6 separate regions of the Mus musculus genome follow, and regions 1, 3, 4, 5 and 6 are each linked to region 2. A link is a contact called in public Hi-C, HiChIP or PLAC-seq and promoter capture Hi-C data. All regions are on one chromosome and are shown on one strand. Each heading gives the region's core, a stretch centred on a gene start, on an enhancer-like site or on the middle of the called end of the contact. The rest is flanking DNA. Distances are from core to core; before and after follow the strand shown.

Evidence for each region. Promoter capture Hi-C pulls out the DNA fragments that hold promoters and counts their contacts. Hi-C and Micro-C count contacts between places; a contact is called where the count stands out from the background. HiChIP or PLAC-seq counts read pairs in DNA pulled down with a chosen protein or histone mark. Capture Hi-C pulls out chosen DNA fragments and counts their contacts.
Region 1: an H3K4me3 HiChIP or PLAC-seq map of bone marrow-derived macrophages shows a contact between it and region 2, with 5 times the contacts expected there. The contact joins the promoter of BC048507 here to the promoter of Zfp58 in region 2. A contact is called at or near these places in 20 of 39 promoter capture datasets (the 3T3-L1 cell line, 3T3-L1-derived adipocytes, the HPC-7 cell line and 10 more), 1 of 484 Hi-C or Micro-C datasets (embryonic stem cells), 6 of 115 datasets of contacts at active chromatin or transcription factors (bone marrow-derived macrophages, embryonic stem cells and stem cell-derived neural progenitor cells) and 2 of 9 other capture datasets (embryonic stem cells and liver).
Region 3: a promoter capture Hi-C map of neural stem cells shows a contact between it and region 2. The contact joins the promoter of 4930525G20Rik here to the promoter of Zfp58 in region 2. A contact is called at or near these places in 1 of 39 promoter capture datasets (neural stem cells), 6 of 484 Hi-C or Micro-C datasets (adipose-derived mesenchymal stem cells, bone marrow-derived macrophages, embryonic stem cells and 2 more), 8 of 115 datasets of contacts at active chromatin or transcription factors (bone marrow-derived macrophages, embryonic stem cells, memory CD8 T cells and 1 more) and 4 of 9 other capture datasets (adipose tissue, embryonic stem cells, liver and 1 more).
Region 4: a contact with region 2 is called in a promoter capture Hi-C map of embryonic stem cells, with 10 read pairs. The contact joins the promoter of Zfp493 here to the promoter of Zfp58 in region 2. A contact is called at or near these places in 14 of 39 promoter capture datasets (the 3T3-L1 cell line, the HPC-7 cell line, cranial neural crest and 7 more), 1 of 484 Hi-C or Micro-C datasets (embryonic stem cells), 7 of 115 datasets of contacts at active chromatin or transcription factors (bone marrow-derived macrophages, embryonic stem cells and memory CD8 T cells) and 3 of 9 other capture datasets (adipose tissue, liver and pancreatic islet).
Region 5: a contact with region 2 is called in a Hi-C map of Sertoli cells, with 4 times the contacts expected there. The contact joins the promoter of Rsl1 here to the promoter of Zfp58 in region 2. A contact is called at or near these places in 1 of 39 promoter capture datasets (embryonic stem cells) and 2 of 484 Hi-C or Micro-C datasets (B cells and Sertoli cells).
Region 6: a promoter capture Hi-C map of liver shows a contact between it and region 2. The contact joins the promoter of Zfp708 here to the promoter of Zfp58 in region 2. A contact is called at or near these places in 2 of 39 promoter capture datasets (cranial neural crest and neural stem cells), 2 of 484 Hi-C or Micro-C datasets (Sertoli cells and uterus), 5 of 115 datasets of contacts at active chromatin or transcription factors (bone marrow-derived macrophages, embryonic stem cells, memory CD8 T cells and 1 more) and 3 of 9 other capture datasets (adipose tissue, liver and macrophages).

What each region holds. Positions count from the first base shown.
Region 1 is chr13:67,860,512-67,865,284 of GRCm38.p6, forward strand. It overlaps BC048507 (cDNA sequence BC048507), which reads left to right and starts at 2,815. Exons shown (of 1, transcript NM_001001185.3): 1 at 2,815-3,412. The coding sequence starts at 2,995. The coding sequence ends at 3,264.
Region 2 is chr13:67,499,236-67,503,764 of GRCm38.p6, forward strand. It overlaps Zfp58 (zinc finger protein 58), which reads right to left and starts at 1,287. Exons shown (of 4, transcript NM_001007575.2): 1 at 1,136-1,287.
Region 3 is chr13:67,829,430-67,833,815 of GRCm38.p6, forward strand. 4930525G20Rik (RIKEN cDNA 4930525G20 gene) reads right to left here and starts at 1,556. Exons shown (of 3, transcript NR_045194.1): 1 at 1,406-1,556. Gm10037 (predicted gene 10037) reads left to right here and starts at 1,677. Exons shown (of 4, transcript NM_001309374.1): 1 at 1,677-1,724; 2 at 3,803-3,929; 3 at 4,366-4,386. The coding sequence starts at 3,806.
Region 4 is chr13:67,778,043-67,782,336 of GRCm38.p6, forward strand. It overlaps Zfp493 (zinc finger protein 493), which reads left to right and starts at 1,651. Exons shown (of 4, transcript NM_028402.2): 1 at 1,651-1,777. The coding sequence starts at 1,772.
Region 5 is chr13:67,171,705-67,175,960 of GRCm38.p6, forward strand. It overlaps Rsl1 (regulator of sex limited protein 1), which reads left to right and starts at 1,478. Exons shown (of 4, transcript NM_001013769.1): 1 at 1,478-1,549. The coding sequence starts at 1,514.
Region 6 is chr13:67,078,248-67,082,985 of GRCm38.p6, forward strand. It overlaps Zfp708 (zinc finger protein 708), which reads right to left and starts at 3,298. Exons shown (of 4, transcript NM_001012448.2): 1 at 3,203-3,298. The coding sequence starts at 3,208.

The sequences.
Region 1 (4,773 bases), core at 1,565-4,064, 360 kb after region 2:
CTGTTCCACTATGTTCATAGCGGCCTTATTTGTGGTAGCCAGAAGCTGGAAACAACCTAGATGTCCCACAACAGAAGAATAGATATAAAAAATGTGGTTCATTTACACAATGGAATACTACTCAGCTATTAAGAACAAGGATATCCTGAGTTTTGCAGGCAAATGGATGGAATGAGAAAATATGGTCCTGAGTGAGGTAACTCAGATCCAAAAGGACATGCATGGTATATACTCACTAATAAGTGGATATTAGCCAAAAGAAGAAAAACAACAACAACAACAACAACAAATGTACAGAATACCCAAGATACAGTGCACAGAACTCAAAAGGCTCAACAAACTGAAGTGCCCAAGTGAGGACACCCCAGTCCCACTTGGAAGAGAGAAGAAAGCAATCACAAGTGTGGAGGGAGGGAGGGACCTGGGAAGGAAAGTGGACTGTGTGTGTGTGTGTGTGTGTGTGTGTGTGTGTGTGTGTGTGAGAGAGAGAGAGAGAGAGAGAGAGAGAGAGAGAGAGAGAAAGTCGGGCGTGGTGGTGGCACATGCCTTTAATCCCAGCACTCAGGAGGCAGAGGCAGGCAGATTTCTGAGTTCAAGGCCAGCCTGGTCTACAAAGTGAGTTCCAGGACAGCCAGGGCTATACAGAGAAATCCTGTCTCGAAAAACCAAAACAAAAAACAAACAAACAAACAAAAAAGAAGAAAGAAAGAAAAAAGAAAAAGAAAAAAAGAAGCGGAGCCTTATTGGTGAAAGTGGGTGTCTTAGTTGGAGGTTCTGTTGCTGGGAAGAAACACCATGATCAAAAAGCAAATTGGTCAGGAAAGAGCTTATTCATCTTACACTTCCACATCATAGTTTAACATTGGGGGAAGTCAGGACAGGAACTCAAGCCGGACTGGAACCTGGAGGCAGGAGCTGATGCAGAGTCCTAGGAGGGGTGCTGCTTACTGGCTTGTTGCCCCTGGTTTACTCAGCCTGATCTCTTATAGAACCCAGGACCACCTGCCAAGGGGTGGCACCACCCACAATAGTCTGAGCCCTCCCCAGTTGATCACTAATTGAGAAAATGCCTTACCATTGGATTTCATGGAGTCATTTCCTCAAATGAGGGCCCTTTCTCTCTGATGACTCTAACTTGTATCATGTTGACACACAAAAGCAGCCAGTACTGAGGTGGTGGGCCAGGAACATGAGATTTACAGGCTGGCCCTACTTCCTGTCTGTGCTCTGCTTACTGTGTGTGATGTGTACTCTGACCTGGCACTTCCTGCCACCATATCATCCCTGCCTGCTGCCTTGTCTTCCCACCATGGTGGAATAATCCTGTTGAGCTGCAAGCCAGAATAAACCCTTCCTCCTCTCGTTGCTTTTTATTAAGCATTGGGTGATAGCATTGAGAGATGTAATTAATAAGACATGTACATATTTTTCCTGGAATTCTGTGCCATAGTGAACATATTAAACATTAATAAGTGCTTAAATTGCTATTAACTCTTTGTTTTTAAATGTAAAAGTTAGAAAGGAAAAGGGGCCCAGAATGGGGAAGAGATTTGTTATTTCTGTCTGTCCTCTTCCTCTTCCTCCTCCTCTCCCTCCTCCTCCTCTTCCTCTTCTTCCTCCTCTTCCTCCTCCTCTCCTCCTCCTCCTCTTTGTTTTTGGTTTGTTTGTTTTGTTCTGTTTTGTTTCTGTTGACATAGGTTTTCTCTGTAGCCCCAGCTGTCCTAAAACTGGCTCTGTAGACCCGGCTGGCCTTGAACTCACAGAGATCCATCCACCTGCCTCTGCCTCCCAAGTACTGTGATTAGTTGAATGGGCTGCCAAAGCCAGGAAGATTGCTCTTTTCTGCTAATCAGTGGCCCCATTTACTGCTGAGAAATGATAAGAACTAAGAGCTTATAGTAGTTATAAAGTTGGGGGTATCAGGCATGAGTCACTTGCAAAGGCTCGGAAATTTTTCTTGCATATCTGTGGGTAAATCTTGCTCTCTTAACCTTGTCTGGGAACTTGCAATTAACCAGAAGCTTCAAATAAGTAAAATGGGGGGAAAAATGGTAACGTAGGTACATCCAATTCAAATTGAAATATGATCTGAATCTTTATATAATTTCATGTATTAGCCAGGGCTGTGGGCAGTGTGCGGATTTTTCTGTTGCGGGTGGTTTGAGAATGTTTTCAGCTGATGCACAGTGCCATCTTCAGGTCTGTGAACACAGCTGCGAACATGTCAGCAAGGTATGACAGCAAATGTTATGGGTTAATTGAATCTTTCAGGAATATGAACACAGAGCTCCGGCGTGTGCCCGTATTTGGAAACAGGAGCATCACAGGTATAACTAATTAAGATGAAGCCATTAGAGGTTCATCAGGTCCCGCGTGTTTAAATCAGTCTTTCTGAAGTTTCTTAGGGAAATACGCTCATTTTTCCCCCTCGTGAAATAGACACAGTGCGCCGGGCGTGGTGGCGCACGCCTTTAATCCCAGGACTCGGGAGTCTGAGTTAGAGGCTAGCCTGGTCTACAAAGTGAGTTCCAGGACAGCCAAGGATATACAGAGAAACCCCGTCTCGAAAAACCAAAAAAAAAAAAAAAAAAAAGTTTTGATTTTATTGGAGAGTAGGCCGGTTCATTTAAAATATTTCCCTCAAGCAACAGCAGTGTCTGCTGCTTCCACTGCATTTCCTCACACATGTGAATTTCTGATTCATGAAAAGCCAGGTCTCCAGGGTTCGGCTCCCCACCTCAGAGGGTCAGCGGGTAATTGTGCAGTCACAATGAGGCGGTTTCTTGCTTTTTGTGACAAAATAAACCACCTACCAAATGGCTCCTGAAGGGGTAAAGAAAAGGTAGCAAACGCATACAGTTAAATATTTAGCTAAGAGATGCGCCACGGCTTCGGCTTCAGCAGGGACCGGCTGTCTGCTGCTGCTGCTTGAGCACCGCCAGCATCTTCCCTAGGGGCACGCAGCGGCCGATTGGCCCCTGCTCCGCGGTAACCATGTGCGATCGGAAGGCAGTGATAAAAACTGTAGACATGTCGGAAGAGATGCAGCAGGACTCGGTGAGGTGTGCTATCCAGGCGCTGGAGAAGTACAGCACAGAGAAGGATATTGCGGCCCATATCAAGAAGGAGTTTGACAAGAAGTACAACCCCACCTGGCACTGCATTGTGGGCCGGAACTTCGGTAGTTACGTGACGTACGAAACCAAACACTTCGTCTACTTCTACCTGGGTCAGGTGGCCATTCTTCTCTTCAAATCTGGGTAAAAGCGTGGACTGACTGCATCCTAAATGTCAAATACCAGAGTCCGGATCTTCAGCCTTGTTAAGGGAACGCCTCGTCTGAACCTGTTGTGTTCTGTAGAGGGCCTCATTCTCTGTACAAGTTTGTGGTTATAAAATTAGTGAAACAGCTTACATTTGTATTTATTTTCTAGCCCATACTTCTGTACCCTAGTTTTTTCTCCCTTAGGTCATTCCTTTAAAAATAAATCTGGTGGAGATGCCATAAAAAAAAGAAAAAAAAAAAAAAAAGAAAAATCTTAACACGGTTGCGCATGGGAGGTGGGTGTGGCGGGGGGCGGCGGGGGGGGGGGGAGATTAAGTTCAAGAAAACAGACCAGCCCTGTTTTCCTTCCTTTTATTTATGAGTTTTGACCTTGAATAACAACTGTTGGCCTTGGAGCTATGTTTTCTCTATAAGAAATATGCATTTGTCTTTCAAATCTTTTAGGATGGTTATAAAGAGATTGAATGTAAATCCAGTGTTGTTTGTTGAAGTCTATCATAACACATGCTAATGAGATCACTCATGCCCACCGAGATAGCGTCACTGCCTGTTCAGGCCACAAGATACTTCTTATGACAAGACACTTGAGGTATCTCCATTTCAAAATATTATTAACAGGGCTGGAGAGATGGCTCGGAGCTTAAGAGCACTGGCTGCTCTTCCAGAGGTCCAGAGTTCAATTCCCAGTATCCATATGGTGGCTCAGAGTGGCTCATAAGCATCTATAGTGAGAATTGGTGCCCTCTTCTGGCCTGCTAGCATACATGCAGGAAGAATGCTGACTACACGATAAATAAATAAATAAATAATCTTTAAAAATATTATTGGCAATTTAAAATATCTTCTAGTGTGTCTTTCTTTACCCCTCCCTCCCTCCCTCCCTCCCTCCCTCCCTCCCTCCCTCCCTCCCTCCCTCCCTCACTCCCTCCCTCCCTCCCTCCCTCCCTTTTTAAAGCTGAAAGGGAGAGATTTAATATGGCCACACTGGGAAGAGGAGCAAAGAAAACTGTCTTCCCTAAGTCCATAATTGGGGATCCTAAGGTGAGGATTTCATCAATGGATGAAAGCCCCTGTAACCCTGGGAGCCACTGTCACCTACTGTATTGTCTGAGTGGCATTGTTTCTGTACTGAGAGCTAGAATGGCATCTTTCATATTTATTTCCTGTTTATACCTTGTGCCCGTTATACCTTTACCACAACCAAAGTTTTGTTCTTGTGGATTCATCCATTCTCTGTGGTTTTAATGAGCTCCGTGTTAATGAGGTCTCACAGTCAAAACAACCATGCAAAGCTTTGAACAGAGAGGAGTAATGGAAAATAATTAGGATCTATTTTAGGTCCCTGGTCTGTCAGTGTCAGCAGGAAGAGAGGGAACAGACTCTGTGTAATGAGCAGAGGACATAGCTCAGCAGGGAGCCGTCTTAATGAATTTACCCAAGCTAATCTGGAAAGGCTGGACAAAGAACAAACTTAGACTCCTGTGTGT
Region 2 (4,529 bases), core at 37-2,536:
CCACATGTAAATCTGGCTCTCATTCCCCACGTGAGGAGCAGGAGCAGGGTTTCTGTTTTGGCTAACTAGAGATGCATTCTACACACTTTGATGTGCAGTGTAAGGAAGGAGAAGCCATGCAAGAGGCAGAAAAGCAAGGGAGGGGTGTAAACCACTGTGGCTGCTTCAGACAAGGAGAATTCCAGAATGGGAATGAGGTCCGTTTACCTTAAATTACATAAATGCATAACGTTCTTTAAGTTCTCCCTCACCCTGCTGACCTCACACAAACGCTTAGCAGCCTAAAACAAGGTGAGCTTTCCCCCCACTGCTCCGGGGGTCCCTGCTAATGGACTGGCTCAAGTTCAAGACCAGATCGAAGAATGTTTGTACAACAGTTGTGGGCCAAGTAGACATCCTGTCTTTCTTGAAAAGTAATCAACCAAAACTTAGGGATGGAACCCTTCAAAGGCTTAAGAAACGCCAGCCCTGAAGGTGAAGCGGGACATCAGCTTCCCCACCCCTCACTCTGCCTGCCAGTGGTTGCTTCTCTCCATGTGCCCACCGCACCTGTTTTCCCTCAGCCCTAGTCAAAGCTTTTCTTTATCAGGTGATTCTGGTAGATTTGTCCACGGTGCCCCAGAATTTCCCAGCTACGACCTGTTGTGTCTCTGATTTTTTTCTTACCCGTTTAATTCACCGACTGGCCGAGAAAAACGATGACAATCCTTGATCATACCGGCGTGCTGTGAAACGCTCGAGAGGCAGAAAACCCACCTATTTTAGATGAACTGAGAAAACCTCAAGATTCATCTGAGAGTGAGGTTCAGCTAGTAACAAAGTCTCCCCAGCCAAGCGGGAAAGTGAGCTCTCAGCACCGCCTGAGATGCAAGTTCGTCAGCTGACCCACCAAGCCTGATCTTTACACCATACCCCACTCCCGTGCAACCATCCTGCACTCCTGTCCCAGAAGCCCACGGTAGACTCGCGTTGTGCTCAGAGTTCTGACAAACATCAATCAGGGCACCGTCAGACACGCCCTCTCCCCAGCCCTGACCAGTATCTTTATGGACCAGAATGTAAGGACAGCGCAGGTCAGTTTCTCCCGACCTCCCACCCATCGCTGCTCTACTCGCTGCCAGATGGATCCCCGCACCTCGAACAATGCCTCAGGCTGCGCTGCTCCCTGGACCAACCTCTACGTCAGCGATGCAACTCGAGAGCTGAGCAGGACAGCACTCTCACCCAACTTTGGAGAAACAGCACACTTTCAGACTCAATTAAATACTGTTTCCGGAGCAGGTCCCTGTGACGACACAGTGGCCAGACTACAATTCCCACAAGTCTGTGCGAAGAATTTCCCGGAAATCAGCTAGGGCTGTTCCTGGATTTGTCACTGGCAACCCACAGGAGTGTATGAGAGAAAGAAGCCTACTATGCTTGACAGCCATTGGGAAGTCAGGCTGGTTTTCATCTCCAGATCCACAACATGAGATATATGAATATGAGTCGAGCCTTTGACAGAAATATTAGGGTTTCAGGTCCTTTCCTGTCCATGTGTTGTGATTTTAATCTTACTACTCCTTGAAAAAAAAAATCAGCACGACGAAGCAATCACTAGTGTGGGAATAAAAAAATATCTTTTAAAGATGATTTTTCAAACCAGCATTGATGTGCCTTATTATGCTCTTAGCTGCCTGGTGGCTTATGGAAGAAGGACCCAGGATCCAAGGTTGGATTGGGCTATTTATAGAGACCTTATTTCTAAATAAGATGGATAGGGAGCTAGTTTAAGGTAAAAGCCTTTGGGTGTAATGGCTTTGGCTCAACACTATGCTACATAAATAATTCTTGTTCTTCTGTACTGATACCCGGTGTGAGTCATATATATATCAGATTCTACAACTGGTAAAACTATTCCTGTGAACATTGGAACCCATACAGTACAGGAAGTGGGCCAAGACCACACAGGTGGTTTTAATAATTGAACAAAGTTAAGTTCAGCTCTTGAGATGAAAGGAAAGACCATCCAGAGACTGCCCCACCTGGGGATCCATCCCATATACAACCACCAAACCCAGACACTATTGCATATGCCAGAAAGATTTTGCTGACAGGACCCTGATATAGCAATCTCTTGTGAGGCTATGCCAATGCCTGGCAAATACAGAAGTGGATGCTCCCAGTCATCTATTGGATAGACCACAGGGCACCTAATGAAGGAGCTAGAGAAAGTAGCCAAGGAGCTAAAGGGGTCTGCAACCCTATAGGAGGAACAACAATATGAACTAACAAGGATCCCCCACCCCAGAGCTGTGCAGGACCCTTCATTAATGTATCCTTTACAGGGAGGCACATGACCTGACTGTGTAGTTTTATCTAGCTCAGAATGGTAACTCCTTTAAAAGGTTGTTCAATGGACTGCATTATATGACGTTATACATAATCCAAATATTTCCCAAGTTCCTCTCTACAAAGCAGAGGTTTTCTATCCATGTATGCATATATGGAATGTTTCCTATTTACCTATGGAACTTGTGCCTTTTGGCTGTTGTACTGGCTGGTTTTGTGTCAACGTGACACAAGCTGGAGTTATCACAGAAAAAGGAGCTTCAGTTGAGGAAATGCCTCCATGAGACCCAGCTGTAAGGCATTTTCTCAATTAGTGATCAAGGAGGAAAGGCCCCTTGTGGGTGGTGGCATCCCTGAGCTGGTAGTCTTGGGTTCTATAAAAAAGCAAGATGAGCAAGCCAGGGGAAGCAAGCCAGTAAGGAACATCCCTCCATGGCCTCTGCATCAGCTCCTGCTTCCTGACCTGCTTGAGTTCCAGTCCTGACTTCTTTTGGTGATGAATAGCAATGTGGAAGTATAAGCTGAATAAACCCTTTCCTCCCCAACTTGCTTCTTGGTCATGATGTTTTGTCCAGGAATAGAAACCCTGACTAAGACAGCTGTCCACCTTCTGGACTACTTTGATGATTATTCTTTACTTGGTTCCAAGTCATCTGCCTATGCTTCACATGCTGATAATACTGAAAGTCTCTCTCTCTCTTGGACAAGATTAAATTGAGTTTTTATTTAGCAATGTCTAGCTTGTGAGCATTCTAATTCAAAGAAATAAAAAAGGCATCATAGAAGATCCAGCTCAGTTTTCTGCTCTACAGATGTAAGTGGTAGAGGGGAAATGCTTTTAAGCATGCCCCACTTGTTATCTTGTTCACACTACAAACTGTAAATATGCCACCTCATCACATACATCCTTGTAAATAGAGGCACCCTTCCTTTTCATTCTTCTAGTCTCTGTGTCAGTTTCCCTTTCTGTTGCTATCAAGAATACCCTGACCAAAAGCACCTTGGTCAACACCAAAGTGATTATTTGGCATACAGGTTATGGACCACATCAAGAGTGGATTCTTTTTTGTTTTTTGGTCAGCTTAATATAGGGTAGTTATCTGGGAAGAGGTACCTCTAATGAGAAAACACTTCTATCTAGATTCCTAGGGTATTTTCTTGATTAATGATTGATTCTTGATGTGTTAGTGGGAAGTAGGGCCTCACCCATGAAGGTGGTTCTGAGCAGTATCAGGAAGCAGGCTGAAGAAGCGAGTAAGTAGCATTCCTCCACAGCTTCTGCCTCCAGTTTCCTGTGCTGACTTCCCCGAGTGATGGGCTTCATCTGTGAGTGTAAGCTGAAATAAACCCTTTTCTCAAGTTGCTTTTTTGTTATCATGTTTTATAACAACAATAGAAGCCCCTAATGAATACAAACTATCATTGACAGAATTCAGGGTAGAAAGTCATATGGAAAAAACCTGGAAGTAAGGACAGAAGCAGAAAACATGAAAATATGGGGTTTACAGGCTATCCCCATTGGCTCGCAGTTTGATTCATTGTAAACACAGGACTAGCTGCCCAGGGTTGGCAATAGCAAAATGGGTTGAGCCTACCCATATCAATCCTCAATCAAGAAATTACCAGACTATAGCTAGTCTGATAAAGATAATTCCATAATTAAGTTTCCATCTTCCTAGAGGACTTAAGTTGTGTCATGTTGACAGAATTTAACCGTTATACTCTCCTATTGGAACTCCATGCTATTCATTTTAAATAGCTCTTACGAATTTCAAATGCTGAAGAAGGAAAGATATACATACATATGTTGGGGGAGAAATCTTTGCTCAACGTGCATGAACAAAGTGCTAAATCAGTTCTTTATGCTTGTGGTGATGCTCCACTATTTTCTCCCCCAAGTGACCTTGCAGCAATGACACGGATGGTCCATTACCACTTTATTTAGGCAAGTTGAAAAGTGCCATATAAATTTTGGTACATTAATAAAAAATATTTCCCTGTTAAAGTACAGGTAATGAGAGGGACACACGATTGTTATAGACTCTTAAGGCTAGAAGGGCCGCCCTGTATGTTGACATCACTATTCCCTGGGACAGGCTCATGGGCTAATAAAAAAGAGAAGGGATGTGTGATGCTTTGAATGAGGATGCTCTCTACCCCAAGTCATATACTTGAATTGTTGGTCTCCAGTTAATGGA
Region 3 (4,386 bases), core at 306-2,805, 330 kb after region 2:
CTGGCCTCCTTGCCCTGCTCCATTCTGCTTCCATCCCTCTGCCCCAATTAGCAGCAGGACTGCCCTGTCCATAAGTTAAAGTTACTTTCTGGATAAAGTCAATGAAAACTCCAGGACCTCCCTGGGGCAACTTGCTCATTAACATGACAATCTCAGAGAATACTCCTTTTGCGCAGGAAGTGACAAATATTTACATGTACAAGGCAGGTTTTGTGGGTGATAGTAAGGACAGTACCTTATATCCAGCCAATGCTAGATGCTGCCAGCAGAGCTTAACAATTGAGAATGCAGGGGTATAGTTTCATTCATAGCCAGTAGTTACGATATCTGTGGGGGATAGGTCACCTCCCAAATCTAGGCACGTTGGGGCAGAAACAAAAGCAGACCACAGGCATAAGGCAAAGGAATCTCAGAGACAGAGGGAGTGCTATCTCAGAGGAAGCAGGCTTTGAGTTCTAGCAGAGACAACAGGCATTAGGAACCAGTAAAGCTTCTCTTAACTTGAGAAACAAACAGGTAAGGCACCCTCTGGCACAGAAATCATGGCTCCAAACCCCTGGACCTAGTGAGGTTGGTTCCTGGCCTCCATGGCTGGTTAGCTTTCCTGATGGCTGAGGTCTCAGAAAGATAAAGAAGTGCAGACCAGAAGCCCCACTCCTGCCAAGGCTGCAGCTATTGCTCAGGAGGCTCCTGCAGTCACCACAGGTGGACAAGTCCTGCCTCCCTTACCTCAGGATGTGAGCACTAAAAAGCAGCACTAAGTCCAATCTACTCACCTTGCATGGGGTTCCTTTAAGGTAACAGCACACTTAGCAAACACCCAAGGATCTCATGAGTGAGTGAGGAGAGAAAATGTGTGGTGGCGCATGTCTTTAATCCCAGCACTGGGGGGTGGGGGGTGAGGGTGGGGGTGGGGGTGGTAGAGGCAGGCGGATTTCTGAGTTCGAGGCCAGCCTGGTCTACAAAGTGAGTTCCAGGACAGCCAGGGCTATACAGAGAAACCCTGTCTCGAAAAACCAAAAGAAAAAATACTGGCAATATTTTCAACCATGGGATATGACCGTGATGAATAATGAGATTCAAAACAATGTCAAATGTGCCAGAGTTGAAAGCCTACTAGGAATGGGAGTGGACAAATATTTTGTAAGTTTATGAGAATTTTGCTGCCATCTCCAACAAGACATTCTCAGTGAGCGTGAGAACCAAAGAGGCATCAAGAGCCGCTGGGAGTTAAAAAATATTAATGAATCTTAAGATGATTTTCTTTCCCACATTAGTGTATTGCTTCCTTATTTAAAAACACAACAGGGTCAGCGTGATTCTTTTTTAAAGTAAGATTAAAATTACAACATATGGCCCAGAAATGACTTGTACTCCTAAGATTTCTGTCACAGACTCGACTCACATTCACGTTATCTCCTGTTGTGGATCCGGAGGGGGGAAAACCAGCCCGACTCCCCAAGAATGTGCTGCAGACTGCTTCTTTCCTTCTATTCTCTCTCTTGGGTTGCCAGGGACAAATTCTGGAACCAGAGAAATCACCTTCGGTGGGTTACAGAAATCCCTTCGCACGGACTTCTGGGAAATGTAGTCTGGATACTGTGACGTCACAGGGAGCTAACCGGTAAACCCCCCACTAGGTTTTTGCTTAACAGAGGGGTCTTCCCCAAAGTTTTGCGAGAGTCCTGTGTGGCCGTTACATTCCTGTCGTCTGTGATGTGGAGGTTGGTTCAGAAAACAACATAGCCTGGGTCTCTGTTCCCGGTTCTGTCTCAGAGGGAGCGAAACTGAACTGGGTGGGAGGGCAGAAGCTGCTGCTTGGACCTGCCTTGCTGTACCGGCTGGGACAGGTGACGTTGCATGTCGGGACGATGAGGATTGTGCCCTAGGTGATGGTTTCCTTTGGACACTGCGTGCTGCTCTCGTGCCCTAGAGATGTTAGTGATCCCCAAACACAGGATGTGTCCTTGGCCCACAATGGTTATTTCAGCCTGTTGTTTTGTTTTGCTTTTTGTTTTTGTTTTTTGTTTTTGTGTTTGTGTTTTAGACAGAATTTCTCTTGGTTCTCATGGAACTTACTTTGTAGACCAGGCTGAACTAGAACTCACAGGGATCTTCCTGCCTCTGCCTCCCTCATCTTGGGATTGAAGCTATTCACCATGACACTCAGAGTGTCAGCATGTTCTCATCTCACACTGAAATTGTTGAGCTATTTTTAAACTAAAAATACAGAGTTGTAACTTATAGAAGAAGGAGGCCAAATATTTTTTACCATGGACTACTGATGTCAGGAAGCCAAGGTTCTGGGCCTTCCTGAGTAATGGACGCTCTGGAACAGTGGGAGAGAGAGAAGCTTGCAGTCTTGTTGCCCTGAATGCTGGATGTGTATAAGGATCATGTGGGCTACATCTTAGAATCCGATAACATACTGTTTGAGTTGAGCACAACAATACTTAGAAAAATGATCAAAGCTTATCTATACAATTATTTTAAAGGACCCCACTAATACATAAACTGCTGATATTTTCATGTATAAATAAAAAAATAATATGACTATTCTCGTTGGCCAATCTGGGGCATTATTCAATAAGACATGAATATAGAAATTAAAAAATTTTGAAATAATTAGACAGCATAGCAAACATGCTGCTCAACTACAGCACACTGATACATGCTGTCAAATGTGTAAAACACACTTCAGAAATGTCACAAACATCAACCAGTACCCATTAGAGAAAACACAGAAATGGAACATGACAAGGAACAGTGAATTCTGTTCTATGTTAAATTCTCAGTATGATTAGTCCTTTGCATGCTGGTTTCCCCGTATGTTCAGAACCTTGAATGATATTAGTCTGTGAGTTCTTCCTTTAATGTTCTACCCCTTGCCTCCTCCATCTCCTGTCCCTTGTCACTGTGCTTTGTGTCGCTGCTGAATTCTGGACAAATGCAGAAACCCAGATGACAGCCAGAGCCACCTCATTAAAGTCTGTATTTTCATATAATTTCACATTCATGGCTGTGTATATTTAGTGTTGACAAGAACCTTCTCCCTCACCAGGACTTTCTGTTGTGAGAACTGTTTATTTGTGTGGTTTATAATAAGCATATGGCATTAAATGGATGCTTCTGTGGATGTATTTATTTTACATTTCACCTGTCTTCAATGTATAGAGCCCACATGGTTTTATAGCATCTTTTACCTTGTTTTCCTTTGAAGATGGGTCCATTGTGAGGTCATATGAGTACCTTTGATGTGTCTGAAGAATATTACTCAGTGATGTGAGAAACAGGTCTAGCTCTCTTTCATCCTTACAGAATCTAGATTTGTGTCCACAGGCACATGATGCCCGTGTAAAGGTTTCTACCACTGTGATAAAGATCATGAGGAAAGGCAATTTGGAGAAGAAAGGGTTCATTTCAGCTGACATCTTCAGGTAACAGATCATCACTGAGGGAATTCAAGTCAGGAACCAGCGCAGGAACCACACAGGAACGCTGCTTATTGGCTGGTATTCCATGGCTTGCTCAGCCTGCTTTCCTATACCATACAGAAACACCTCCCCGGTGGGATCCCACCCATATTGTAGATATCTTGTTATCAATACTAATTAGGAAAATGCCATAGGCTTGGCTACAGGACAATCTCCTGGAGACATTTTTTTCAAATATTCTTCTCTTCTCAAATAATAGTGTCAACTTGACGGGAGAACTATCCAGCAGAGTTCATCATGGTATTTAAATGATTTTAGTGGTTTTAATTAATTTAAACTGTGATATCATTCATTGGTCTTCATTTCAGGAAATGCTATCATTTAGGGATGTGGCCATTGATTTCTCTGCAGAGGAGTGGGAATGCCTGGAGCCTGCTCAGTGGCATCTGTACAGGGATGTGATGCTGGAGAATTACAGCCACCTTGTGTTCCTGGGTGAGCACTGCATCTGTAGAGCATTTGTATCTCACCATCAACATGCAGCTTCCTCACCTTGTAAAATGTCTTATAGGAGCATTTCATATCCTTAAAAAAATTAGGTTGTTGTACAGCTAAGAACCACTTCACTGTTTTTCTCTTTGTATGTTTAACCTTTCTGTGTTAGAAGTATCTTCTCCTATTAGAAATTCAAGGGCATGAGGCTTGGAGTACACTTATTAATTAAAATGCTTAACAATTCAGTTTTAATATTTCTCCCTTTAAATAAAACTTAGAATCTGGATATTGTATGTCCCTATATGTATTCTGGTACTCTTGTCAGAAATCATTTTAAGGAAATAATTTTCTTTACTTGTAAACACTACTTTAAGGGTCATATCAATTCCCTGTAGACCAACTCTTATACAATCTCATTTCCTTTTCCTACGAACAGAGCTTGCTGACTCTAAGCCAC
Region 4 (4,294 bases), core at 401-2,900, 280 kb after region 2:
GGAAGCTGAGAAAACTCACTTCAGATATGAAAACTTAAAAAATGAAGCTTTATTTTCAGAGCCTCGAGGAGGCAGTCACTTTGGAATCTGAACTGCCTCCCAAAGGGAGTTTGAACAACATTTTTAAAGGATGGGAACACAAAACAGGGGGGACCAGGGGAGGGGAGCTGCACTTTTAACCAATTGTATTTTGACATTATGGGTTAAACAAAGGAGTACCATTGGAGACTGGGCGGTATCCAGGGCACTTGGCTTCAAGGTCCTTAATTCGTTCTCCTAGACATTAGGTCTGGAGTGGTTAGGAGCTTAGAGTGCTAAGGAGACAAAGGACTGGGTCAGCTGTATGTAGTATATATGTGTGTGTGTAAAACCATGGTTTAAATAATAGCAATCTCTCTCTCTCTACACACACACACACACACACACACACAGCTGTTAACAAATTAAGAAAACATTTGGAAAAGTGAGTGATAGCTGTTCTTTACGGGCCTGGGAACATGAACTTGTATGACCCTGCCAGCAAGATGGAGAAGTTGCCCTTGAGATGGCTGGACTCAGACAACTGTTTAAAACAGAAGCTATTCAGCTATACGGAAGTCCCCAGCTCCCCTAGGGCCTGGAACTATGAATTTAGTTTCTCTCTAGAATTTAATGAAATCTGAAAGTGAAATCGTCATAGTACTTAGAATACGTTTCTTTTCTTGTCCCCAACAATACTTGCCTGCATTCATGAAAAACCAGGTAGAAGAGGATGAAGCTCTTGTATAGCACAAATTAGTGGATGAACATGTGTGCACTCTACTTACAGACAGACCAAAAAAAGATCCTGAGATAAATTCAGGATTTCTTCGTAAGTTAACATCAGAGAGCTGGATGTTTAACTTTGTCCAATGATTTAAAACAGCTGTGTCCCTGATCCATGCCCTTCACTGTATGGAAGTTTCCAGTGTTCACATGAAAACGTTATCCAGTTGTGGAGTCTTATCCATGTATGGCTCACACAGGTGAACAAGGAGTAGTTATGCATATGTAATGCTTGGTATTAAGCCAAGCCTCCACTGTAGTCAAGGGCTTTACCCCTTGCTCCCTAACCCTACTTGTACATTGTATTTTGAAACAAGGTCTCTTTATTTGGCCCAGGTTAGCCTTGGATTTGGGATCCTCCTGTCTTAAGTTCCTGAGCAGTTCGACTACAAGGAAGGTCACATATAGTTATTTTATAGTAATATTGAATCAGTGTGAACTTTACATGTAGAAGATTCCATAATAAGTACACTTTTGAGTTTAAATCGCAACATATTGAACAGAAATAAGTTGCAAACCTATTAAAGGTTACTGCCAAAGGCTCAATTTACATTTAAACGTGTCCTGTACTGAATTCAGCATTTCCCCCCCCTCTCTGTGTAGCCCTGGCTGTCCTGGAACTCACTCCATAGACCAGGCTAGCCTCGAACTCAGAGCCTGTCTCTGCCTCCCAAGTGCTGGGATTAAAAGCTAGCGCCGCCACCACTGCCCGGTTTAAATTTAGCATTTTAAAAGCCAACTGGCTCCCTGTGGTTGTACCAGGACACAAACTGACTGCTTCCTCCCAACCCCTTACACTCTAAGGGATTTCTTTCGCATAGAGTTGTGGGAAATGTAGTCTTGCCCATATGACGTCACAAGGAGCCAGTCAGGAAACCACGTTTCTACTCTCGGTCTGCATAGTTGCATCTTTCCCAAAGTTGAGCAAGAAAAAGGTCTTGCTCAGTACTCGGTTTGCATCTCTCACATGGAGGTTCGTCCAGGGTGCAACGCTGCCCTGCAGGCGTGAGGGTCCGCGTGGTGATGGGTCCGGAATGGATGGCGAGGGTTTGTGGATGGGAGGTGGGAAGAAGCGGACTTGGGGGTGCTGTGCTGACCTAGGCTGGACCAACCCCACGTTGGATCCAGGTCAGAGCTGCGGAAAGGGCAATGGGGTCGGCTCTGAGAGTGACCGTTTTGCTTGCACGAGGCTACTGCTGGAGTCCACCCTGCGCAGGAGAGCTGGCTCAGGACCCAGGAGTGAGAACTGCTGGAAGTCCTGGCAGGTTTCACCCTGACTGGTGTCTGATGACAGCCTGAGGCTATGACTGGGAGCGCACTCTCCTGCTTGGCTGGGGAAACTCTGCTCTCTAGCTGACTCAGGCTCACATGGTTGTAGTCAGATTTCTCAGGAAATCTAGAACCAACTGGGTGTGTGGTGCTTTCTTTACTTTATAGCTGGCCCAGGACTCTTGGAGTTGACAAAAGTTCATAACCTTGTTTATTTGCAAGTGAAGGGAGTTTTGGGAGGGCGGTTGGTGTTTGGAATGTTGGTTCCATTTTCTTGGTAATGAACTGTTAGATTTATGAACTATTTTGAATAGAAGTCCTTCGCGATCACTGTTGTGACGTCAACCCCAAGACTAACACTCCTATATGAATGAGGGCAGAATAGTCCCTTAAAGGGAAAGATTTGAGTTTTGTGTCAACCAAGTAGTTCACTCTGTAGTGTAGAGTGAAAAGTACTAGAAAATAATAGATCAGCCAGTACCTTCGGAGACTGCGTTTGGACTCCTTTTCAAAATGGAGAAACAAATTGGTGTGAGAATAGGCGTGGGTACAGGGCTGTTGGTTACAGGTGAGAGGGGGCTGAAATGTCTCTGGGGGAGGAAATAATACTGCATCCTAAGAGGTCGGTCTTCATCGCTCTTTAATGGCCAGCTGTTCTGTCTTTGCATATCATCTGCAGTGTCTAAACTCACCTAAACCAACTCTTATCGAAGAATGTGGCATCTAGGTTCCCTAACCCTCCCCAAACAGTTCTAGACAAACTCACCCAAGTACTTACAGTGTGTCAGAGAGACAAAAAGATGGAATTGAGGAGCTCTGATCACTCAGGGCCCTGTGACTGGCACCTTGTAAGCACCTTAATGAAGCCAGCCTTGAACTCCTAATCCTCCTGCCTCTACCTCCCAAGGACTAGGATTATTGGTTTGTGCCACATTGACATGGCAGGACCTACAAGGTCAGAGGATATCTTCTGGGAGTCATTCTCCCTTTCCACCATGTGAGTTCTGGGTATTGAACTCTGTTATTAACTGACAGAGTTTCTGGCAGTCCGTATTTACCCATTCAGGTATCTCTCCAGCCCTATTCATGGCTATTGTAACATTTTTATTTGAAAGTATTACTAAGGAAGACAAATATTGCCTCTGCTGGAAACCTTCACATTGAGTGTTAGCTGTCAAAATGTTTGACTTTCAGCTGCTGAAAAGCTTCAAACTCAAGTGAGGGGATCTCTCTTCCCAGATCTTAACTTCTCCTGTCTTTCTATTCTACTTCATTTACATGTAGTCAGTAGAAGACAACCATACTATGCAGCAGACTCCAGGATACAGGACACCTCCACTCCCAAAGCCCAGTCTGAAGGTGTGGTTTGAATGGTGCCCCTGGGCTCTTCTTTGAATGCTTTGTCTCCATTTGGTGGAACTGCTTGAGAAGGAGTCGTAGGCGTGGCCTTGTTGGAAATATGTCACTTGGGACAGGCTTTGAGATGTCAGAAAGACTCCTACCCTCTCTCAGAGCTCTGCCTCTTGCTTGTGGATCAAGATGTGAGCTCTCAGCAATTCCTGCTAGCATTTCACTATTCTGGACTGTAATCTTCTGAAACCATAAGCCCAGTAAAAATCTTTTATAAGTTGCCTTGGGTGCTGGGCAGTGGTGGCTTACATTTTTAATCCCAGGACTCAGGAGGCAGAGGCAGATGGATCTTTGAGTTCCGGTCCAGCTTGATCTACAGAGCAAGTTCAGGATATCCAGGACTGTACAGAGAAACCCTGTCTCAAAACAACACCCCCACCCTACCCCGTTAAAAAAGTTGTCTTGGTTGTAATGTTTTATTACAATAGAAAAGTTATTAAACCAAGAAGGTGTATGTGCAAACGTATAGGTGGGCTTTTCTTATTGCAACCAGCATAACTGTACCCTCAGGATTTCACAGTGATGTTAGTCCATCAACCTTCCAACAATCCTCTTTTAAAGTAGATGATCTATAAATAGTTCTTGTGATGTAGATGATCTATACATAGCTCTCATGATGCTGTGGAACTGCCACCACAAAAGAATGGTAATTGACACTAAATAAAGAACAAAGGACAAGACTGTGTCTCTTACACCATAAATTGATTGGATAGATTTAATTAGATAAATTTAATATAAAAGATTAAGCTAAATATCTGAAACTAGGTGAATGACCCCCAACCTTTAGAGTGAGCTCATCTATGTAACAAGA
Region 5 (4,256 bases), core at 228-2,727, 330 kb before region 2:
CAATAATAAGGATTTAAAATGCATGCCTTTTGTGGATACAGAATTCAAAGATTAAACCATGCCACTGGGATTGTGTGTTTAATACCTTATCAATAAGTTTTCACAATTTTGTGGATTCAAGATTTTTTTCCTTTGTTCTTTGATCTTCTGTACCGATGTTTCTAAGCGTGCATTGCCTATCATCACTTGGTATGCTCACCCTATATATTTCGATGGATAAGTAAAATACATTGATTGAACTCTTAAGTCTATGCTTATGTAGTCTTAGAGGCTACTTTGGGTCTGTGTTCCACAGTGGAGTAGACTCCACTGCAGCTGATTTTTTAGTACCTGCCTTTAGTTCACAGGATCTAAGGAATGGACAAGGCTTTGACTCCATGTGATCCCCTGGCTGTTTTGTTAGCAGCCCCATGTACACTGATTTCTGAGGGCTCTCAGAAGGAAATCCTAGTTGCAGGCTACTCAACTATTGTGGTGAGGGTGTATACCACTTTAAAATGTTTGTGCTCTGTACACTCTTGTTTCTACAGTACAACTCAAAGCCTTGTGCATTTATGTCTCACCTGCATACAACAAGTAGGGGAAATGACTGGATGTGTGACCTGCTTTTATTACAGACACCTTTCTACCAACAGATCAACAGTAGTAGTCTCTGTTGGACATAGGTAGCCTGTTAGCTGGTTTTAATCAATGCCTCCATGGGCTTCTTGTTGATCTTCTTTCCAATGTCTGAGAGTCCGGGGCATTAACTCAGGACAAGAGATTTAGAGGAATGTTAGATACACACATGCTTGGGTGTGGCATGGGGATGTCAAATTTTATCTTCAGAGTCAACCTCCTTGGCCTGCTCAAACAGCATGTGTTTCTGTATGTGTAATATTAGCAATGCCCTGGAGGAATTGTTTCTATATATTCAAAAAGTAGAAACACAAACAACAGTATACAAGTTTGTTGGGGCAGACACCAAGCCAGCTTTGTATCCCAAGTCCATTTGTCAAAAGCCACTGAGGAGCTAGGAGCATAGTCAGGAACGCCAAGGCTGGTTTCAAACATTTTATAAAGTTAGTTTTCCTTGCCACGTTGGTTAGTGTATTGCTTTGTTTATTTAACGAACAACTAAGTCAACGTGCCCCCCGTCCCGTCCCCCCCCCCCCGGCCAGGAAGTAGTAATATTAAAATTACTACTAGAAATGACTTGTAAGCCAAAAGTTTCTGTCAAAGGCTTGACTCAAATCCATACATCTCCGATGTGGTTCTGGGGTCGAAAACCAATCTCATTACCCACAGCTTTTCTGCAGATAAGGCTTCCTCCTTGCACCTTCAACTGTGTGTTCCCATCCACAAAACTCTCCAAACAGTAGACTTCACCCACCCTGGGTTCTGGGATTTCCTTCGCACAGACTTCTGGGAGATGTAGTCCGCACCACTGTGACCACTGGGAGCCTTCCAGGAAATCCCCTTCTGAGTTCAGGTCTGTACTCGTGCGTCTTTCTTAAGGTTGGGCGGAAATCGTATGCGGCTATCTATTCCAGTTGTCTCTGACAAGAAGGTTGGTCCAGGCAGCAGCGTAGCCTGGGGCTCTGTGCGGGATCTGTGTCAAGGAGGTTGGTTCAGGAAGCAGCATAGCCTGGGGTTCAGTGCCGGGAGCTGGGCTCTGTCTTGGAGGGAGCGCTTGAGGACTGGGTGGGAGGGCGGAAGCAGCTGCCAGGACTGGCTGTGCTGAACTGGCTGGGGCCACTGAGGCTGCAGTTTTGGAGTGAGGGGACTGGCCTTTTGGGATTGTGTCCTGAGTGAAGGTTTCCTTTAGAACACCGAGAGCAGCCCGAGTCTGCCTTGGTTCTCTGGTACACTGGAGCAGCTTGGTAGTGGAGGACTAGATTGCAAACTAATGGTGATGAGCTGACTACCTGCTCCTGAGAGAGTGCCAGAGCTCACAGACCTGCATTGCTGGAAGCGCGCGTCCCTGGCTGCCCCCATCTCACCTGGATGCTGCCAGAGTCCTTTGTGTCTTTAGAGTAAAAGGGTTTCTGGTCCCCGTGTACTCTGTAGCCAGCTTATAGCAATGGCCTTGAGGTCTGACTGTGTTCATTTTTCGCTGCCAGTAAAGAATTAAGAGAGGAAAAATCCGAGTTACAACAGCTGTCGTGTTGGGGAATTCTGGGACATAGCCAACATATCTGTCTGAATGCACGGAAAATCTTGGACTAGGGTTGAAGAAACACATGCAGTGGACACACAGGCAGGAATGTCTACAAGGCAGAGTGGGATCAAAAGGAGCTCACACCATGTTTCACCTTGAGGGCTGTGTTTACTAAACTTGACAGGACCTCCATCCCTACTTTACAGTTGAGAATTTTTAAAAAAATATTTATTTATTTATTATATGTAAGTACACTGTAGCTGTCTTCAGACACTCCAGAAGAGGGTATCAGATTTCATTACAGATGGTTGTGAGCCACCATGTGGTTGCTGGGATTTGAACTCAGGGCCTTTGGAAGAGCAGTCGGTGCTCTTAACAGCTGAGCCATTTCACCAGCCCCGAGAATTTTTTAAAAAGAGAGTGTCCGCTTGGCCCCAAATGGTTCCGGTCAACATGACATTATCAGGGCTTGGACTTGTTGAGGAAGTTTATGGACATTGTGTATATTTCTGCCATTGTTTCTGTTATCTTGTAACTTTGCTTCCCATGGTAATATGAGGTATAAAAGGGCGGTGAAAAATAAACTCGAGGCTGCTGTGGTATTGACCAGCAATCCTCCCAAGTCTATTTCTTGGCTCTGCATCTTTTCTGCCTCTCCTGTCTTTAATCCTCACTCCATACTCAGAGACTCTTTGACTCTTGACCCAACCTAGGAGTTGCTGCTTCGTGATCTGTGTTGTATGTATTTTAAGCACTGTGTAGTATAGACAGGCTGGTAGGGAATGGGAAGTCTGTATTGTTTGGAACCTGATCAGGAATCCAGCCCTCTCTTTGCCTCTCATGTTGACTTCCCACCAATGTCCTGCTAATCTTTAGATCTGCCCAACTCTGAAAATATATCTCTGTCACTGTCAGGAGATGCAAGAGTTCTTAAAACATCTGTGCTGTCCTTTCTGTTGCTCTAGACTTCTTCTAGGATGGGCTTCCATTGAGTGGAATGTAACCATCGGGCTCCCAGTTATTGGAAGAATATGTAGTAATTGTTAATGGGTGGAAGTGTTCCTGCCTCAGGTCAGACATTATTTGCATTTCTTCCCCATAGAAAGTGAATTTTGCAAGTCTCTGATTCCCCTGCAATGTTTGCTGTTAATTGTATTGGCTAAAACCCACACAAAACGGTATCCTGTTTACAGGTCCCCGGACCTCCACCCCAGAGGCTCACAGGAGATTGTACTCAGGACAGCAGACAAACACCCATGCAGAATGGAGGAAGCAGTGCTGGCCAACATAGGGAGTGAGCCCTGCAGTTAATTCTCCATAGTGAGCATGCTCTGATTCTCTCACAGAGAGTTGTTTTTGTCTTTGCTCTGCTCTGGGCTCCTGCCATTCTCCACATTGCTGGTTTTCCCGTGGCCTTGGTGATGCAAACATTAAAAAAAGTGTAATCTGCTTTTTCATACTTGTAAAGACAGGATCTTTCTCTACTAGCTGTATAGAAGGTTTCAAGACCTTTCAATTTATTTTTCCCTTGAGAAACTCCTATTCAACAAAGTGCTTCATTATGTCGGTTCATTTTGGAGACATTCTGGCCTCTCCATCGCTGCTGAATTCTGCTCATTAGACAAAAGACTATTTTTGGTGCAGTCATTCTTTAAAGAGGATATATTTATGTTGTCCTATAAAGTCTTGTGACAATAGCTATTCCTCCTCCCAAGGGTGGAAACACCTTGCACTTCAGACACAAGACTCAGGGCATTGCAGCTGGATCTGACATGAAGATCTGAACAGGGACGAGTTGTCCATACGGATTGAAGGTGCTTTGCCAGGTTCCAAGGGAGAGAAGAAAAAAAAAATAGCTCTGCTTATCTTTTACACCAGTGGGCCACAGCAATGTCCTGTATGTCATTCCAGCCATAAAGATGCCACAGTGCCACTCAATATCTTGGCATATGCAGAAGCTGTCCAATGGGACTTAAAGCCTCATCAATAGAAGTTACATCATGCTTAGAAGCTACCACAGGTGACTTGTTAGGTTGAAACCTTAGAGGGGAACATACTAATGACATGTTATTAAAGCATCCTAAGCTCTCACTGCATTCTGATTGCTTTTCCTTAG
Region 6 (4,738 bases), core at 2,048-4,547, 420 kb before region 2:
ACATTTTCTTGATTAGTAGCTGATATAGGAGGACCAATCTCATTGTGGGTGGGACCAGTCCTGGGCTTATAGTCCTGGGTGGCATTAGAGAGCAGGCTGAGCAAGCATGGGGAACGGGCAGTAAGCAGTGTTCCTGTATGGCCTCTGTTTCATTTTCTACCTCCAGATGCCAGCCTTGAATCCCTCCCCTGATTTCCCTGTATGAGGAAAGTGAAATTAGCCCGTTCTTCCCCAGGTTACTTTTGGTTATGGTCTTTATCACAGCTGATGAAACTCAAAGTCATAAACTTGTACTAGGAGTCCAGCATTGCTGCAGCAGATCTGACTTTGTTGCTAGGGAGAGAAATGGGAAAGGAGTTTGGAACTTTGGCTTGGAAAGTTCGTTGAGTGCTTAGAGCTTGATAGGATGTTCTGTGGGAACTTGGGAAAAAAACAAAAAAAGAAAAGAACAAGGCAGATGAAGGAAGCTGGGCTTGAGAAGTCTCTATCAAAACCACTCTTGTGAAACTTTGAGATAAGAACCTGTGATTTCCCTGTTCAGCTGGGACTGAAGAGTGAGCTGTGATGAACAAAGAGACCAGCACTACTGACATGAACCCGTTACTTTACTGGAACAAGGAGTGTTTGTTAGCTAGGACTAAGAAATGAGCTGTGGTTAAAAAGAGATCACCATCATTGAGATACTATCTTCTGTGACTGTTTCCTCAGGGTCAGTGTACGGATGCTATGGTAGAAAGTCCTAAGACTGTATTTCAAGTTAGCAGCTGATGTATGAGTTTGGTGTGATGTATGATGCACGGTGCTGATTTTGAAGGCATAAAGGTGATGAGAAACAGCTGGGGCTTAGCACTGTGAAAGGCCAGGAGAGGCCACCATTGGTGGCAGGTGCAGCTTCAGTTGCAGTGGAGACCCCATGAATGACAGCATCATGGAAACCAAATACAAGCAAATGTCATAAGATCATATGCCATGACCAGGCTGCCTTTATTCTGGAAATGTAGGGTGGCTTAAATCTGATATTTGACAGAGGCAAGAAAAAATACACACACACACACACACACACACACACACACACACACACAGGAAAAAAGATAACACCTTCAATAAATGATGCTTGGAAAACTGGATGACCGCATGCAGAAGAATGAAACTAGACCTGTATCTATTGCACTGCACAAACTGATCCAAGTGGGTCAAAACCCTCAATTTGAAACCTGAAACACTAAACTGCTAGGAGAAAATATAAGCAGTATTCTACAAAATATAGGTGCAGGAAAGGACTTTTCTTTAAAAGGACACCATTTGCGCAGGAATTAAGGCCAACAACTGACAGGTGGGATTCCATAAAACTAAAAACTTCCGGACAGCTAAAGAAACAACCAACTATGAAGAAGCCTACACGATAGGAGAGAACCTTTGTTATCTACACATCTGTCCAGAGATTAATATCCAAAATATAGTAAGAACTGAAAATACAAACGTTCAAGGAAATAAATGATACAATTAAAAAATGAGCTAGGGATTTAAACAGAGTTCTAAAGAGAAGAAACAAAAAATGGCTAAAAAATAAACATCAAAAAGTGTTCATCGTCCTTAACCATCAAGGAAATCAAAACAACTTTGAGATTTCTTCTTACTACAGTCAGAAAGGCTAAGATCAACAAAACAACTGACAAAAAAAATCCTGGGAAGGAGTGGAAAAAAATGAACCTCCCAGTCACTGTTGCTAAGACTGCAACTTGGTACAGCAACTCTGGCAATCAGTATGGAGAACCCACAAAAAGCTAAAAGAATAAGTCAACATAAGACTCAGCATATGCCCAAAGGACTGTATTTCCTGCTTCCACCTCCCAAATGCAGATGTAACAGGAAACAGCACAGCATACACTGATGTTTTATTTTCAATCATAGATCTGTTTAAGAAATATATTAAGTAAAAGTGTAGATAGACAGACAGATAGATAGATAGATATCAAACATCTATGTGTTGTGACCTATAATATAATTGTGCTTATTGCTGTATCACCTCTACATTGTAGGAAACGAGATTTAAGGTACAAGAAAATGTACTTTTCACACCTTAAACAGTGTAAAACGGCACATTCTTAGTTTCCTGCAGATTAGTGACATTAATTAGAAAATGTCCATATTTTAATGATTGTTAGATGATACATAGAAAGTATTGGTATTGATGTAGTTTAAAGCCCATGCTTCTCAGGTATAGATTTTAATGCTGTAAGTCAGTCTCCAGCACACAAATCAATTTGACTGAAGTGTGGCAAAAACAGTACAAATGTCAGGATGAGCAGCGGCTGTATACAAAGGGCAGGGTGAGCATTGGCTGTATACAATCACAGGACCCTGAGTGAGCCACAGCTCTTCAACTTCACTCTCAATCTTTCCACACAACACCAAATTTCTGACATCGCAGTCTCCGGTGCAATTGTATGTGGTAATAATCTCTAGTATTTTCCACTCTGCAGTGTTGTAGGATCAGTGATAGCTGGGACAAAGTTCAGAGTGCCCCCTCGATGAGATTTTTTTTTTTTTCCTCATACAGGTGTGTGAATGTGAGGGTTCTGTCACAGTGGGTAAAGGAGTGATTCCTATCCAAAGTGAGCCGCCCTGAAAACTAACAATTTATCACAAAGAAAACGGGACGAACATCCCATACACCAAACTCCCCCGCAGAACTCACTGTCCTGGAAACTATGAGCCACACGAACTCAAAATCAGAGTCCTGGGCCTCTCATTGAATACGGGAGGGCCCAGAAAAACCCACTTGCTCTAGATTTCCTGAGGGATCTGACAACAGCAATGTGAAAACTAGTTAACAGCAAGCTTCCCCAGCCAAGGTGGGGTATGAGCTCTCATCACAGCCTGCCTCTGGCACGGTCAGCCAAGCCACCCTGCTCTACCAACCCTAGACTTTCCAGTCTCCATTCTCGCAGTAGCAGGCCACCTCTCAGGTCCCTGAAACACATGATTGACTCTGTCAGCCGCTCTGTCCTAACAGAGCAATCACTCCTTGCACCGTGCGTGCGCCCCACCCCTGCACTCTGGCCAAGCCTAGGTCCGCACTGCAGGACCACGTGGGCTTCTCTCCGCCTCCCGCCCAGCCCTCCCCGGCTCCCTGCACCCCGGGCCCGCCCACCCGTATAGTTCATGAGGCCTGCAAGGCTAGGCTGCAGCCGGGACCAACCTCCATGTCGAGCGCGGAGCGCAAGCCACACTGTTCCAACTTTGAGAAAGCCGCAGAGTTTGGAGAAACACAAAAGCAAAATGAACCGGAAGCACAGAGGAGTAGAGTCCGGTCTAGCGGAGTCATGCTAAGAGAGACTACATTTCCCAGAAGTCTACGCGAAGGACTGCCCTGAACCAAAGTCAGGGAGAACTATTTATAGCCTGTCACTGGATTAGGCTGCTTTTTAAGTCTCAAATTTACAAAGGTCTTGTGGGAATATAAATCCAGCCTTTGACGGCAACTTGTATTAGGTTTACTTCTTACTCTGATCAAAGACGTTACCTAAAAAGCTCTGGGGTTCCTAGAGTCTTTTGGCAGGAGGAAAACTCATTGACTCAATTATACTAGATTTAAAATAAAAACCATCAGCAGCTCCTGCCTCCGGGTTCCTGCCCTCTTTGAATTCCAGCCTTGGCTTCTTCCAATGGACAGCAATCCAGGTTATGTAAACCAAATAAACTCTTTTCTCCTGTGATTTCTATTCTTGGTACTTGACTACATCTAGAATTAGATGGAATCCAGAAGAAATACAAGGGACACCTTTGAGGGATTTTTGTTTGTTTGAAGTGGGTGGATCCACTTCTAGTCATGACTTGTGAGGTAGATGTTGTGGGTTGCCCTGGTGCTGTTTGTATTCTGATGTTAATTCAGCTTCCTCAAGAGGGGTTGCCCCTGAGAGGAGTGGATCACATACTCAGGTGATTTCCTGTGAACCTTCTCCCCATTCTAACTGGTCAAATAAAGACTAGAGCCTGTGATTGGGCAGTGGAAGGGAAAGGTGGGGCTAGAGGTTTTAGGAAGTGAGGGAAGAGTAGGGAGCGAGGGAGGAAGAAGACTGAGGAAGAGAAGATAAGAGGAAGATGGAGCAGAACCACAAGGCCCTGAGAGGCAGCAAATAATGTGGGATCTCACAGCTGGGGAATAGAGTAGTGTAGTGATAAATCTGCTCAGTCTAAGCGTGCAGCTTGTAAATAATGTAACTGAGTTGTGTGGTTTTTGCATAGACTTATTGGGGTATCAGGGTTGGGGAATTACTGCAACAGGTGGAAATACATGCCTTTAATTCCAATCCTGAGGTGGGAAGATAACAATTTTAATCTGGACCACACCTTCTGCTGGAAGTCTATATAACAGCAATTTTCTCTTTTTTCTCTTCCTTCCTTCCTTTTTTTTTTTTTTTTTTTTTTCTTTTCCGAGACTGGGTTTCTCTGTGTAGCCCTGGCTGTCCTGGAACTCATTTTGTAGACCAGGCTGGCTTCTAACTCAGAAATCTGCCTGCCTCTGCCTCCCGAGTGTTGGGATTAAAGTCATGTGCCACCGCGCCCTGCTATAAAGCAATTTTCAACATGCAAGTTATGACCCCTTGAGGGTCAAACAACCCTTTTCAGGGGTTGCTTAAGATCATCTGCATATCACATAGTTACATTACAATTCATAACAGCAAAATTAGTGATAAAATATCAAAAAATAATTTTATGGTTGGGGAGTCACAAC